Regions from separate parts of the Gasterosteus aculeatus genome. Here regions 1 and 3 are each linked to region 2. The links are chromatin contacts, called in public Hi-C maps. All regions are on one chromosome and are shown on one strand. Each heading gives the region's core, a stretch centred on a gene start, on an enhancer-like site or on the middle of the called end of the contact. The rest is flanking DNA. Distances are from core to core; before and after follow the strand shown. Region 1 has its middle 55 kb from the start of spry1. Region 2 holds the start of spry1 (sprouty homolog 1, antagonist of FGF signaling (Drosophila)). Region 3 overlaps afg2a (AAA ATPase AFG2A).

Evidence for each region. Hi-C and Micro-C count contacts between places; a contact is called where the count stands out from the background.
Region 1: a Hi-C map of liver shows a contact between it and region 2, with 4 times the contacts expected there. The contact joins the enhancer-like site here to the promoter of spry1 in region 2. A contact is called at or near these places in 5 of 6 Hi-C or Micro-C datasets (liver, skeletal muscle, tail fin and 1 more).
Region 3: a contact with region 2 is called in a Hi-C map of skeletal muscle, with 5 times the contacts expected there. The contact joins the enhancer-like site here to the promoter of spry1 in region 2. A contact is called at or near these places in 3 of 6 Hi-C or Micro-C datasets (skeletal muscle and tail fin).

Annotation. Positions count from the first base shown.
Region 1 is chr4:3,522,199-3,526,507 of fGasAcu3.hap1.1, forward strand. No RefSeq gene overlaps it. Among protein-coding and RNA genes, the nearest start is that of spry1, 55 kb to the left of the region's middle. Within about 2 kb of position 1,718, at least 4 of the 9 cell types and tissues checked have open chromatin away from gene starts, as enhancers often do. A contact at or near this core is called in liver, where this site is marked.
Region 2 is chr4:3,468,251-3,472,479 of fGasAcu3.hap1.1, forward strand. It overlaps spry1 (sprouty homolog 1, antagonist of FGF signaling (Drosophila)), which reads left to right and starts at 1,347. Exons shown (of 2, transcript XM_040174903.2): 1 at 1,347-2,055; 2 at 3,282-4,229. The coding sequence starts at 3,337.
Region 3 is chr4:3,433,505-3,437,709 of fGasAcu3.hap1.1, forward strand. The region is part of intron 15 of afg2a (AAA ATPase AFG2A); the gene reads left to right. Among protein-coding and RNA genes, the nearest start is that of LOC144406281, 16 kb to the left of the region's middle. Within about 2 kb of position 2,612, at least 1 of the 9 cell types and tissues checked has open chromatin away from gene starts, as enhancers often do.

The DNA.
Region 1 (4,309 bases), core at 468-2,967, 54 kb after region 2:
TTGCCTCCAAATGATTGACGAGAGCAGAGCGATGGGAGTCGGCAGCTCGTGTAAGTCGAAGCGTTCAGCCTCTTCTGTCCTCTAATTCTTTTAGTGTTTTGTTCGTGCGCTTCAGGCTGTATTCAACTCCGCATTTCCATGGCGATGCGAGCGGATGAATCTGACGGGACACGTTTGGAGAGAATCTCTCTGTTGTTGTTGTCATGGAGAGGAGGCCGCATGCAGAATGAGTTTGTCTCCGCACGGGAGGAAATGCGTCTGACAACTGCAGAGCCCCGAGGACGAAACCGAACACCGAGCGGCTCGGCGGAGGCGATCCGCGATGGGCTTCTTTATTTTGGGGTAATAATGGGATGAGTGGCATGACGCGACTTGCAGAGGTTGAGAGCCTGGAGAGAGAATAAGAGAGAGAGAGGAGGAGGGGGAGGGGGGGGGCAGATAACTGCAGGCCTTAATTTTGGATCAAACTTCACAGGTCGGTGAAGGAAGGAGCAGATTGTGCAATGTTACACTTTGTTATTCTGTTGTGAGAAGTTCTGCACATGTCCACACGTTGTTATTACGGTTAACACTTATATAAATGCCTTTGAGTTGAGTTTTGAGAAGATTGTTGATGCCGGGCTCTTTTGCAATGTAGGAGCAACCGAGGACACTTTCGAGGAACTCGAGGTTCTTGTTTTTGGTTGGTTTCCCAACCGGGGTGGAGTCCGCAGTTCAGTACTTCACCTCAAACGCCTGAGTGAAAGGCCCAAGTCGTCACTGGTAACAAAAGGAATCGATTGTTGGTTTTTTTGTGATCTTATTGACGTAGATTTTAAAAAAAAACTTGAAGGCTCAACTGGCTGAAGAAGCAAAAGCCTCATATTTGCTAGAGGTCAATAACTACACCCATGACCACAGCCATGTGTAATTATTTGTTTTAGTAGTGTTGTTGAATCAAATATAAACTATTATTAATCAGCATCCACCCAGAAAATACGGCCCATCCTTCACAGATCTCCATAAGACGAATGCTCTGTCAATCCCTGCTTAGCAAGCTGCTCTTGACCTTATAAGTGCAGGAATTCAGGAAACGTATCGGAGTCTGTTGGTGGTTTTTGTTGCAGCCTCTCGACGACTTTAATGCTCGATTTAACTCTTACATCATTAGCTGGAGCCAGACAAAGTTTAAAAGTTGAAATGGAAATTGGTCAATCTCTCGACATGCGGCGTATTTCATCAACGTGACAGGCTGATGAGATGCCAGCGGGCACGAGCCCGGCTGACGAGCAGCACTCGTTTGCATTCCCGGCTGCAGCAATCAACGGCGGCCGAGGCCCGAAAACGCGGCGTGGCGGCGGCGGCGGAGAGGCCCGTCGCTGCGGAGGGGCCCCCCCCCCCCGGTGTGGCATGCGAAGCGCCCTCAACACCTCGCTAAGTATAACCTCTAGCTAAGGAATAAATAACATGGCTGTCTTTCCTCGTGGCAGGGCCAAACATGCTGGTTTTGGACGCGGTTCAAAAAGCTTTGATTTTGAAAACTCGGGGAGGTGAAACAAAATTACATTTACAGCCTTCGACAGCCGGCAGCTTTTCTTTTTTTTTTTTTTTGTTCATGTTCTCGCTCCCCCACAACAGTGAAAGCTTCTCGTCGGGGAACCGTCATCTTGATCCTCAAAGCACTCCGAGTGTCAGGGCCCGTCAAACTGGCTGCCGTCGATGACGCGTGTCACCCCGCAGCCATGTAACAGGTTTAGCAGCAGAGAGGAAGCGGAGGCCCGAAGAGGGATGCCTGCGTCCCCAGCAACATCAGTTCAACTCACGTTGAGGATTTTCCAAATCCCCAGGTCTGTTTCGCGGCACCTCGTGCATCTTCCACGTGCGGCTCCACGTGACTTCTCGTGAGTTGGCAGCCGACCGCAGCACGAACTAGGTCGTTCGTGTCAGTAACTGACAATATGACAGCGAGCTAAAAAAAACATATTTCACCACCAGCCGAAGCCGGTGGAGAGTTGATGTCTTCCGTGTGCACCCGTCTGTCCACAGGCTGATGTGGCTTACAACTGGACCATTCAGACAAACATTCAGCCCTTGACTCCTTTTTAACTGCCAATCGGGGGGGTGGAGGTCGTCAATCCCTAAAGTGGCAAGAGGCACTTTTGTTGTCTTTCAGAAACTGTGGTTTGGTCTCAATTTGAAGCAGATTACCTCCGTGACTGATATGTTGTGATACCCTAATGTTCAGTTCCCATGTTGGATATATTCGCCGTGGTCTCGTCTGTAAGGGGGCGTGATTAAACCTTAAGGAAACCCCCACCTGGCAAAGATCTGCACTCAAACCAGTGCACTTTTCTAGCCTTTTCTGTTATTTTTTTTATAGTAACAGTTAGACAACAGTGCCATCACAAGGCCAAAACGCTTTGCATCCAGCAAACTGTGAATAAACAATGAGCACTAAGAGAAAGACAGATCGTCACAGCTGTTCTAAAGCAACTCTACTCGAATCAAACTGCAAAGAAGCATCTTGGGCATAAATCCGTTTGAGTAAAAGCGGCAGATCAAATGTTCCGTTGCAGAACAAAAGTGTGATCATCCTCCAACACCCGTACGGTTGTCTTATGATGAAGAGTGAAAAGAGAAGGTCAACAGCTCCGGTAACTAGCTGCTGTTGACAGTTCAGCTTTCACCGGCCTGTCGTCAGTGTCCAAATGCTCAATACTGTCACCCTGCTGATGACCTTACTGACACCGAGTTACTCACAGTACACAAACGCACGCCTAAAGACACAAACTCACCAGCAGAGGTTACACACAAGTTGCCAATCACTATTGCTAGGAAGCTGCTGCCACATTCGCTGTGTCCAAACTTGGATCATGCGCTTGTTTGAGCAAAGAGCATCAACACATCTGGTAAGTTAAGAATGCTTAAAGGACAAGGGAACACTTTGGGTTTCTGCTGTCTGGCTCACGGGTTCCCTTAAAGTGTTTCTTGGCTCCAAACTCCACATTAGCTTCTGCGCGTGAGCCACCCGCACGCCATTATGAAACGGGCATGCTATGAAGACTGAGACAGGGATGAGGTCGGGTGGACGATTGTGTTAATGTCCTTAACCAATGTGTAACATCACGCAACAAGTTCTTTTATCCAACAGACATGCTCGTATCAACCCAAAACCCTGGTGCTTTTTCTCAAAACTCATCGAGCACGCTTAGAAATGAAGTTCACCTGCGTTGGAGGTTTGTCTTGAAAAGCGATATATAGGTCGACTCTTGGATGTGTTTTGGTCTTTATATATGAAAACCTGATGAATGAAGCTGCTTTCCCCGCGTGGACACAACCTGCTACATCAAACCAAATTGAAAGAATCCTCCAGTTTGAGCTCTGAATCCACTGCAAACACCGTTTGCCGGACCCCCCCCCCGTCGGCGACGTGCTGTATTATTCCCTACCTTCGCTTTCAGGCTCCATCTGGTAACTTCTCATTTGTCTCCGGCGGTGGTGACACAATGAAAACGGCAACACGCGGCGCCGGGCCGCCGCACGCAGCGAGGAGGCGCCCGGCCGCTTTATTGGCAAAGGTGCTCCAGTGAATTAAGCAGCCGCCTTTGTTCCTAAACCAATATTGCGAGACTATAAAGGGGTCGGGGGACGACAGGCGCACACAAAAGGCCCGCTGTGGAGGTGGACGGGCCGGCAGGCGGCTCTCCGTGGACGTACGGACTTTGGTTTAGGTCAAAAGGGAAATGACAGAACATTCCAGAAGACCACAGCTGTCCCGCCCGGCCGCACAGCTGCCGTCGTCTCGTCCGTCTCCTGACTGCCCGTCTTTCTCTCGCCCTCAATGAAATGTTTATTTGACGTCACACTGCCTGCGTCTGTCTCTCTGTCCACGCACAGGCCTCCTGTGTCCGCTGAGGATTTGACTGGCAGGGTTTTATCTCATTAGACTCACGGCCAAACGGTCGTTTGTGGTCGTTGAGGTTTTAAATCAAGGAACAATCAGAAAATGAAGAACTGTAACCCGAGTACTCTGAAGCGCCTCCATAACAGATACAGATACTGTTTGAATGCTCCTGCAGATCAAAGTACTACATTTACTACACGAATATGGGATATTCTCTCAGATCACTCACAAACAAAAAATTTGGATTAGCCTTAAATTGGTGTTGGACTCAAGACTTTCACATTCTTTCTGTGTAGTTTTATAAATATCAACACAGAGTAATAAATGAATGATTGATGAATAGCGAATAGGTTTTTTTCTGGTATAATTGTGACTCATTTCGCAGACGACGGAAAAATCTGTTTTTCTATGCATAATATATATATT
Region 2 (4,229 bases), core at 97-2,596:
CTTTATCTGGAAAACCGCTGCACCTCCTTCAATAATCTCGAATGCGCTCCGAAACCAGTTCGGGGAACTGCTGCTCCACAGGAAACAACCCATCCGCGGCCGGTGCGTCCATCACCTCCATCCGTGGAAAATCACATAATTGCTGCAATCGTGAGATTTCCGTCCGCACTTCCGACCACTAAGAGCGGGGATCCGGGCGGCCATCTGTCGGTCTACCGGCTCTGCTTCATCCCCAACGAGCTGCGTTCTAAAAGGGCACAGAGCCGCTCACCGCACCTCGGTGCCCCTTTTTCCTTTTCTTTCTTTAAAGCATGTGCTGACCCGAGGAGACACTGGAGGTCATTCATCCATTGATTTTTCCATTTGAAAGGGATAAATTGACTTTGTATTGAACTTCCTTTTCTCATGGATCCGGATGTGGCGCATCCGCGACACCAATCAAACCAGACAGTCAGGAACAGAGGAGGGGGAGGTGGGGAGGGGGAGAGGAGAGGGGGGAGTCTTTCCCCTGCAGGGCTGCTTTTTTTCTTAAGGTGGACCCGGGCTAAACCCTCAAACCACCGGGCGTCTCTTCAAGTGATGAGGAAACATCCTTATCTCAGTTATCGTGGAACATTTGATTGCAAACTTCAATGCATAACATCCAAAGACATCCGGGTGATAACACCCCCCCCTCTCCACACACACACACACACACACACACACACACACACACACACACACACACACACACACACACACACACACACACACACTCACTGAATGGTCTTGACGGCAGACAGTGTGGTTCCAGCACCAGCGGGGGTCTTTTAATTGAGTCAGCTTTGCGGGGCTTCACGTGTTGGTAACTTAAAGTTGAGATGCCTTCAGGGCCCTGGATACAAACCATGTTAATAAAATATCCACAGCAACGTTTTGGAAATGCGCTGCGTTTTAGTTCAAGCCAGCCTTAAATTACAATTAGGCTCTTTGGTTTATTTCATGGTTTGTATTCATTATATTTCTATTGAGTTGTGTTGAACATACGACAATACGCATCACAATACCTCTGTTTCTCTATGTTGGTGTAATGCTTGTATTTATATCTGTTAAATGCTTATAATTACATACAACTGAGCAGACAAACGCTTCAAACTAATGTAAAATGTACAAAAACTGGGTTTTTAATGTTGTTTGTCTTGACGTAAATAAATGCCCCCCCCCCCCCCCGTCACATGCACCTCGTTCACATGGTTATTCATAACCCACAAGTCGGCAAAGCAGCCGAGGCGACCGAAGGGGGGGGCAAAAAGAAAGGAGGAGAAGCCGTTCCACCTTAAAGCGCGCGCACGTCTCCGTCCACATCTGCCCAATGAATCAGGAGCGGATGCGATGTATCCTTTTTCAGTGGACGCGGTGGCCAATGGGAGTCGGCCCTGCGGAGCCAACACCGAGCCGTGCGTCCCCATTCATTCAGAGCTGAACGGGCCCGCGGAGCCGAAGTGAGCGCAACGACGCTGCTGCTGCTGCTGCTGGGTTTTTCCCCCCCCCCTGTGTTGTTGCGCCAGCGCAGTTTCCCCGCGACAAACACGCGAGGTCCACCGCGGCTCCTCGAAGCCGGACGACGTCTTGGAATCTACACGCGCGCGCCTGACTTCTCCGACAACGTTTTTTTTTCAAATTTTATTTGAATTAATATTAGTATTATTTGTTGTCTGTTCCTGCGGGACTCCTCTATAAGTAGGTCGCCTACAAAACGGCCTCTCCCCCCCCCCTCCCCGCAAGTGCGCAGTCCGGGTTCCTTCCTCCCAGAGCTCCATCGTGGATTTACTTGGTTTTATTCTGGGACGAATTGCACGCGCAACCCGCGCTGAACTAAGACCACGAGAAGAGAACCACACTAGTAGTGATAAGGGAATACCGCGAAGGGATACGCTCCTACTTGGATTAACCGGCGGTGAACGTTATGCACCAGACTTCGTAGTCTCCGTCTGGACGTTGTCCCTTTTCCGTGGTGGATGGAGTTTTTGCAGCTGCTTGGTTGATGGATTCGACGTTATGGATGGTTGCACATAGGTACGTGTCTCCCGCACTGTTTCAGCCCTGTTTTAACGTGTAATGTGACGTCTTATTAAGCGCTAACAGCGCACGCAGCGCCGCAGTTTGCGCCGCTGTAGCGATTAACTTCTTTTTTTTTTTTGTTTTCACACCGCTGCAACGATCCAACCACTTTGCGTGACGTGTTGGTGTGTTTGACACGGACATTTCTGTTACACCCCCCCACCCGCCCCCACCGCGCCGACCCCCCGCTGTGGGTTTAAATGACTCTCCGCGGACGCGTCCTCGCGCCGTAACGAACACCCTTCCCCCCACGGCGCTTGTTTTCATTCATAAGTTGTCCCCGTCCGCGCGGACGCGTCCTCCAATGTCTCCTTATCTCCGGCTGCGCGCGTCTTCATAGGATCCCGTGAACGCGCCCTGTGCGGATAGCAAGGTGGTTCGTGCGCACTTCTCTCGCTATTCACAATTAATAGTTGTTGTTTTTGTTGTTGGGCAAAATAGATTATTTATTTTTTTCTCACTTTTCTCTGGGAGGTTTGACGCGTGTCTACGAAGGCTCAGACCCCACATTATTAATCGTGTTTACGGGGTGAAGATAAAAAAAATACCTCAAATGCGCTCCAAGAAGTCGCGGCGTGCTCCGATCGTTCATCAGGCAAAGTCCGTATTCTGTCGGAACTTGATCTGACCTTAGTTTCCTTCTCTATTTTTTGCGCTACTTTTGTCCCCTTCTTGGCGCAGTAATAGAATACTAAGTGCGGCAGCTCATTTAGTTCCCTTGGATCGCGTTCTCATCTCGTCGCCGCGGTGCATTTAAATGTTAACTAGTCATACACATGTAAATGAGGAGGGGACGTGTTTGTAGGTCCCACTGAAGTTTAGATGTGTGCATATTGGGGAGGAAGCTACGAAAAAGTACTTGTTTAATAGTCAACTTTCTTTCTCTGCCGGGTTGCCTCATTTAACGGGATCAAAAGTGTCATTTTGTCATCTTGACAGGACAACAACCATTCCGGGTCAACGTGCCCTCAAACAGCTCTGGTATTGCTCATTTGACTTCAAACTGCGTTGCGTTTTCTACTCCTGCGGAATCGTCCCGGTGTTGTTTAGAAGCAGCCTTGATGCTAACACTTTGAATTTGAATGTTCACCCCTCTTCCATCAGCATGTTGGCTCCGTCTGACCATGTCCCCTCCCTCCCTCCCTGCCTCTCCTTTGTCTCCCCCCCCCCCTCTCTGGCAGGTTTTCCGATGCATGCCAAGTCCACGGTGAATGTCGGAAGTGGTGATCCCCCCAGATGGAGCTCCAAAGTCAACATGGCCCCGGCGGTTCATTAGTGGTGATCCAGCAGCCTTCCCTAGAGAGCCGACAGAGGTCGGATTACGAGCGGGAGCTCCAGCATGCCGCCATTCTCTCCCTGGACCAAATCAAGGCCATCCGCTCCAACAACGAGTACACCGAGGGGCCCTCGGTGGCGCGGAGGCCCCCTGCGCCCCGCGTGGCCCCCAGGCCCCAGGACAAGCAGGAGAGGACTCACGAGGTCATCCTCGTCAATGTGAACAACAACTATGAGCGCCGGCCGTCAGGCGGCCACCACCACCACCACCACCACCACCAGGCCGGCGGCGGCGTGGTGGTGGCGGCGGGCGGGGGACAGCAGTACGGCGGGTCCCGGGCCCCGGGGCTCAGCCGCTCCACTAGCACAGGAAGTGCCGCTAGTTCAGGGAGCAACAGCAGCGCCTCCTCCGAACAGGGGCTCCTGGCCCGCTCGCCCCCCGCCCGGCCCGGCGCCAGCTTGCAGCACCACCACAGAGCGGAGCGGCCCGTTCGGACGCAGCCCAAGCCCAAGGCGCTCTCGCAGGGCCAGCAGGGACCCCACTTCCACCAGCCTCCGCCGGAGGCTCCGCTCAAGCCTCCGGGCAAGGGCAAGTCAGACTTCTCCGCCTCGGGCAAAGGGGTGGGGGCCGCCGGCCACCAGTTCATCTGCGAGCGCTGCGGCAAGTGCAAGTGCGGCGACTGCACGGCGCCCAGGAGCCTGCCGTCGTGCCTGGCGTGCAACGGCCAGTGCCTGTGCTCGGCCGAGAGCGCGCTGGAGCACGGCACCTGCATGTGCCTGGTCAAGGGCATCTTCTACCACTGCTCCAACGACGACGAGGGCGACTCGTGCGCCGACCAGCCCTGCTCGCTGTC
Region 3 (4,205 bases), core at 1,362-3,861, 33 kb before region 2:
GGGAAGGTGACATTTTACAATGTGTTTATCGGTGTGTATGTGGGGGGGGGTTGATAAAATACAATTTTCAGGGACATTTTTTTCCTGTTTCATGGGAAAGAAATGACAGGAAATCGTTGTATGTAGCCTGTAAAGTTCAAACTCAAAAGCTGGAGGGAAGGCGGTTGTTCACCGAGGTGAAATTGTTCATTAGACTTAAACATCCTTGTATTTTCCTAAAAGATAGGGCTCTTAAACAAGGATGTTTACCACAGAACTCATATTTCCAGTATGTCAGGCACCACTTTTGTATATTTAAGGTCATGCAAACACAAGCCTTTCTCGGCGCCCCTTGTTTGTTTGCGAGGCGCGATACAACAATGGCTGTTTGTGGATCGCCAAAGGCAGGAAGTGTACAGTATCCTTTCTGGAAAATACACACAGCCCCGTTCACTTCATTAGTCCTCCCGAGCGCGGCGGTGTGGGAGGCGTTTAACGCCATCACAGTCAATAAGGGAAGTGAACTAGCTCACGGGCTAGCATGCTATCCATCACCCTGGGAGCCAACGGAGGCGCCCGTGCGGGCGGCGGAGAGAGACGGCAGTCGCGTCTCATTCGCTGAGTCTCCCGCAATCCCCCCCCCCCCCCGGCTTATTCCCCATCTGGCCAGCGGTTCCGTGCTAAAGCCTGGAGATGCGTAGGGCCTAATTCCTACACGCCAAAGCATTACCGTCTGTCCAGCGCCCACGGAGACGAGATGGTCGCCAGGTGTCTTCCTGTCTTCAAAGTGTCGGCATCGTTAATCATGCCCCCCCCCCCCCCCCCCCCCCCCCCCCCCCCCCAACCCTCCTGCGTCGCCTCACATGTGTTTTATTTTACACACACACACACTTGCTCTCTGCATCCCTCTTTATTTTTGGACAGTCTGTCACCCAGCTGCATTTCCTGTGGGGTTTCTATACAGTTTGGGCCTCGATTGGAACCACATTGGCGAAACTGCGTGCCATCTTAATGAAGTCACTGTGATCCAAATGGGTGGGTGGTACGGAGGGGGTGGTGGGGGTAATTGGAGAAGCGGAGCCTGCCTGCAAAGGGCCAAGGGATACTAGCCCTCCCAGCCTGCCCTTTAGCCCCCAGCAGACTGCTCTTTCTCTCTAATGTGGCCACTTTTTTTTCTTATTTCCCCCCCTCCTCTTCGCTTCATCCACTCCTTCAAAGGCAAATCTATCTTTCATCTATCTTTGCTAATGGTATTAACGCAGCTCAGGCTTGTGAACACAGCCTCCACAGCTGCGAGGCCCTAAAAAGCTTCAGAGAAGAAGTGCCAGCAGAACTTACCCCTCCCTGTCCTGGGAGGGGTATTCATTCAAGTCCATGCCATTTCTTTTTGCAGTTTACAAGCCCAGCGATATTACAACGCACAGCAGGTTATCTTCTAACAAACAGGAAGTGTTTGTGGATCATGTCTATTCTTTTTTGTTTTTTGCACATTGGATCTCATTTGGCACGTTGTCCGCCAAGGCCGCGTCCCATTCGCGGCGCGGAGGGCGCACTATCGACGCCCTCGCTGACGCAAAACCAGGCAGGAATAAAAAGAGCTCTTTCCTCTGGAAATGCACCAGGGGGACTATTTCTGTAGTTTTAAATAGTCAAAGAGGGGTCCCAGCCAGAGAAAGGAAGAAGGGGGGGGGGGGTGAGCAGCAGACTGTTTCACGTGCCAGATTCTTTAATGCGTTCCTCCGGGCTGGGAGCTGGCTGAACTCTGGGCCGCTGTGGGAGAGGAAGTCCCAAGCCTGGGGAGTTTCAGACATCCTGTTTTGTAGGGCCATCGGCCAGGACCGGGCCTGTTGCACGCCACCTGCGGACCGCGGCATCACATCTGCCATTGGACCGGGGACGGCGGCCCCAACGCTCACGCACCTCCGGCATTTTTCGATCCAAATGGCCTGTCTTTGTCCCGCTGCGTCCCGCCCGCCTTCCAGACGCCCAACCACAACTTTTCAGATACAGTAATCTCACTCAGCTCATCTAAAAACTACCGCCAATACTTGGGCTCTATCTGCCTCACATTTCTCCAATCTTGGACTGGTTCTCAATTTCTCTTGAAGAGCATGATATCATTTTGAAGGAATGTGTCTTTGAAATTTAGGAATTAGTCCATAAACGGGGCGTGAAGCAGAAGAGCTGAAATATCGGCCATAAAATGTTACCTACTGTGAAATTTAGTGCGTGTGACTCCTTGAGTGAGAACGACATACTTTCAGAAGTCCAAGGTCAAAACCACGCTTTTTTTTTTACCAGTAACTGGCCAGTGAATCGGATTTTGATGTATCCGTCGTGCATGCCGACATTTAGTTTAAATACGTTTTGCAAAATATGCGTAAAAAGGACCAAACGTTCCAGCAATGACCTGCCATTTCTTTGTGTTCTTCTTGGCATTTAGACAGCACGGCACGCCCCAGAGAAAGTCCCTATCCTTGTTCAACGTGACCAAAATACACCTCCTTCGGAGTGTAGTCAGCGTCTGGCCGCCCCCCCCTGTGCTCGGAGGGCAGGAAGTTTAGTGGGGATGGCGCTCCCCTGGCCGCTGCTATTTAGGACAACAGGAAAGCGTTTGTGTCTGTCTCGACCAGCCCCTCCTCCTCCTTCCTTGATTGGCCCGGCCTGTTCCTTCACAGTCATTCCCGCTGGAGCCAGCTGCATTCCACTCCGTCAATGTCCAAATGGCCACCATGTGACCTTTGTTCAGCGGGCTTTTTTTTTTTTTTCCTCCCTCAACGCTCTTTATCTTTTCGGAACGGTGTGATCCTCGTATCCAGCGAGCGAGCGAGCGGGCGCATGGCGGCGTATTCCTCGTTGTGATTGGTACCGGTAGCCCGCGTGGGGGGCGTGCGGAGGTGTCATGGGACTGTGGAATCTTCATCTGGCATCCTTTAACAGTCCTAAATGCTGTGGGGGGGGGGGGGCTCAACTTCTAACCCCAGGAAAACACCAATAGACCCCGCAGGCCGGCTTCAAAGGGCCAGCACATCAAACGCAGCAGAGCGCATCGACGGTCAGCCGGACGAGCGGGAACCCTCCCATTTGTCAGGCCAATGACTTATGTGCATTTGCTCCCCGTTAAAGCGGGCGTTTTGTATGGGGGGGTGGGTGGGGGGGGGGGGCTGCTGCGTCGCCAGGCACACGTCGCAGGGCCCAATAGTGAGCTGCTGGTCTGCTGCGCCAGGTAGTGCTCATGTGGAATATGAAATGTCAGTGTGCCCCCCCCCCCCCCCCCTCCGCCCCGAGCGAAATATAAAGAAAACAGCTGTCCATCTGTTTAATTCTCAATCTTTTGCCGCTGTTTAATCTCTTTGCAACCTTACCCCCCCCCTCCACCCCCCCGTAACCCTGACGCTAGCTTGTCTGAGTGGCCTTTTGCCATACATTCCTCCCTTCCCTGTTTGGCCTCTGCCTCAGGAAGTGGCCCAATTAGTGGATAAACACCATGGAGGGGATGGGAGGGAGGGGTCGGACAACTACCCCTCTCGCCCCCAAGCGTCTATGCCACCACTCTGTCGGCAGGAAAGATGGAGAGGAGCAGGGGATCCGTGATGGGGGGGACCGAATGCGCTTGTCTATCTCTATCGCTTTTCTATCTCAGAATGACCTCCTTTTGGTTTGAGAGCTTAGGAATATTACACAGAATAAAGATATACCATAAACGCATATATCCAATATATACCATAGAGCAGTTTGATGGATTCATAGCTGTAGTTTTCGGTTTATCAAACCACAAACTTATGTAATCGTCAGACTCAGACTGCCTGTGTACCTTTTTAAAATATACGAAGACAGTCATTTAAGAAAAGAAAAAGCATCATGTTACATTTGAATGCTGTGCTACCAAAAGATGATCTGCTGGAAAAGAGCTTCGAAGAAATAACTTTTTTTTTTTTTTTTTTCTCCGTCCCAGTGAATTTCCAAATTGTAATTTGCCGTTCCGTTTTCATGATGCAATTATTGGTTGGTTTGCCTGGAGTGCCGTGGTGAACGTATTTGCGGTCCACAGATTGAATAATGCAGACTGTCGACATCGTAGCCTCGGGACAGGAAATCGTGATCCGCAAATAACTCTCTTAATTAGGTACGTTTATGATCAACTCAAACCACATTTTTTTATAGCTGTTTTCCTGTCAGCTTTTTGATGTAGTGGTTTCCTTTTAACAAGAGGTTTTCTGATTTTC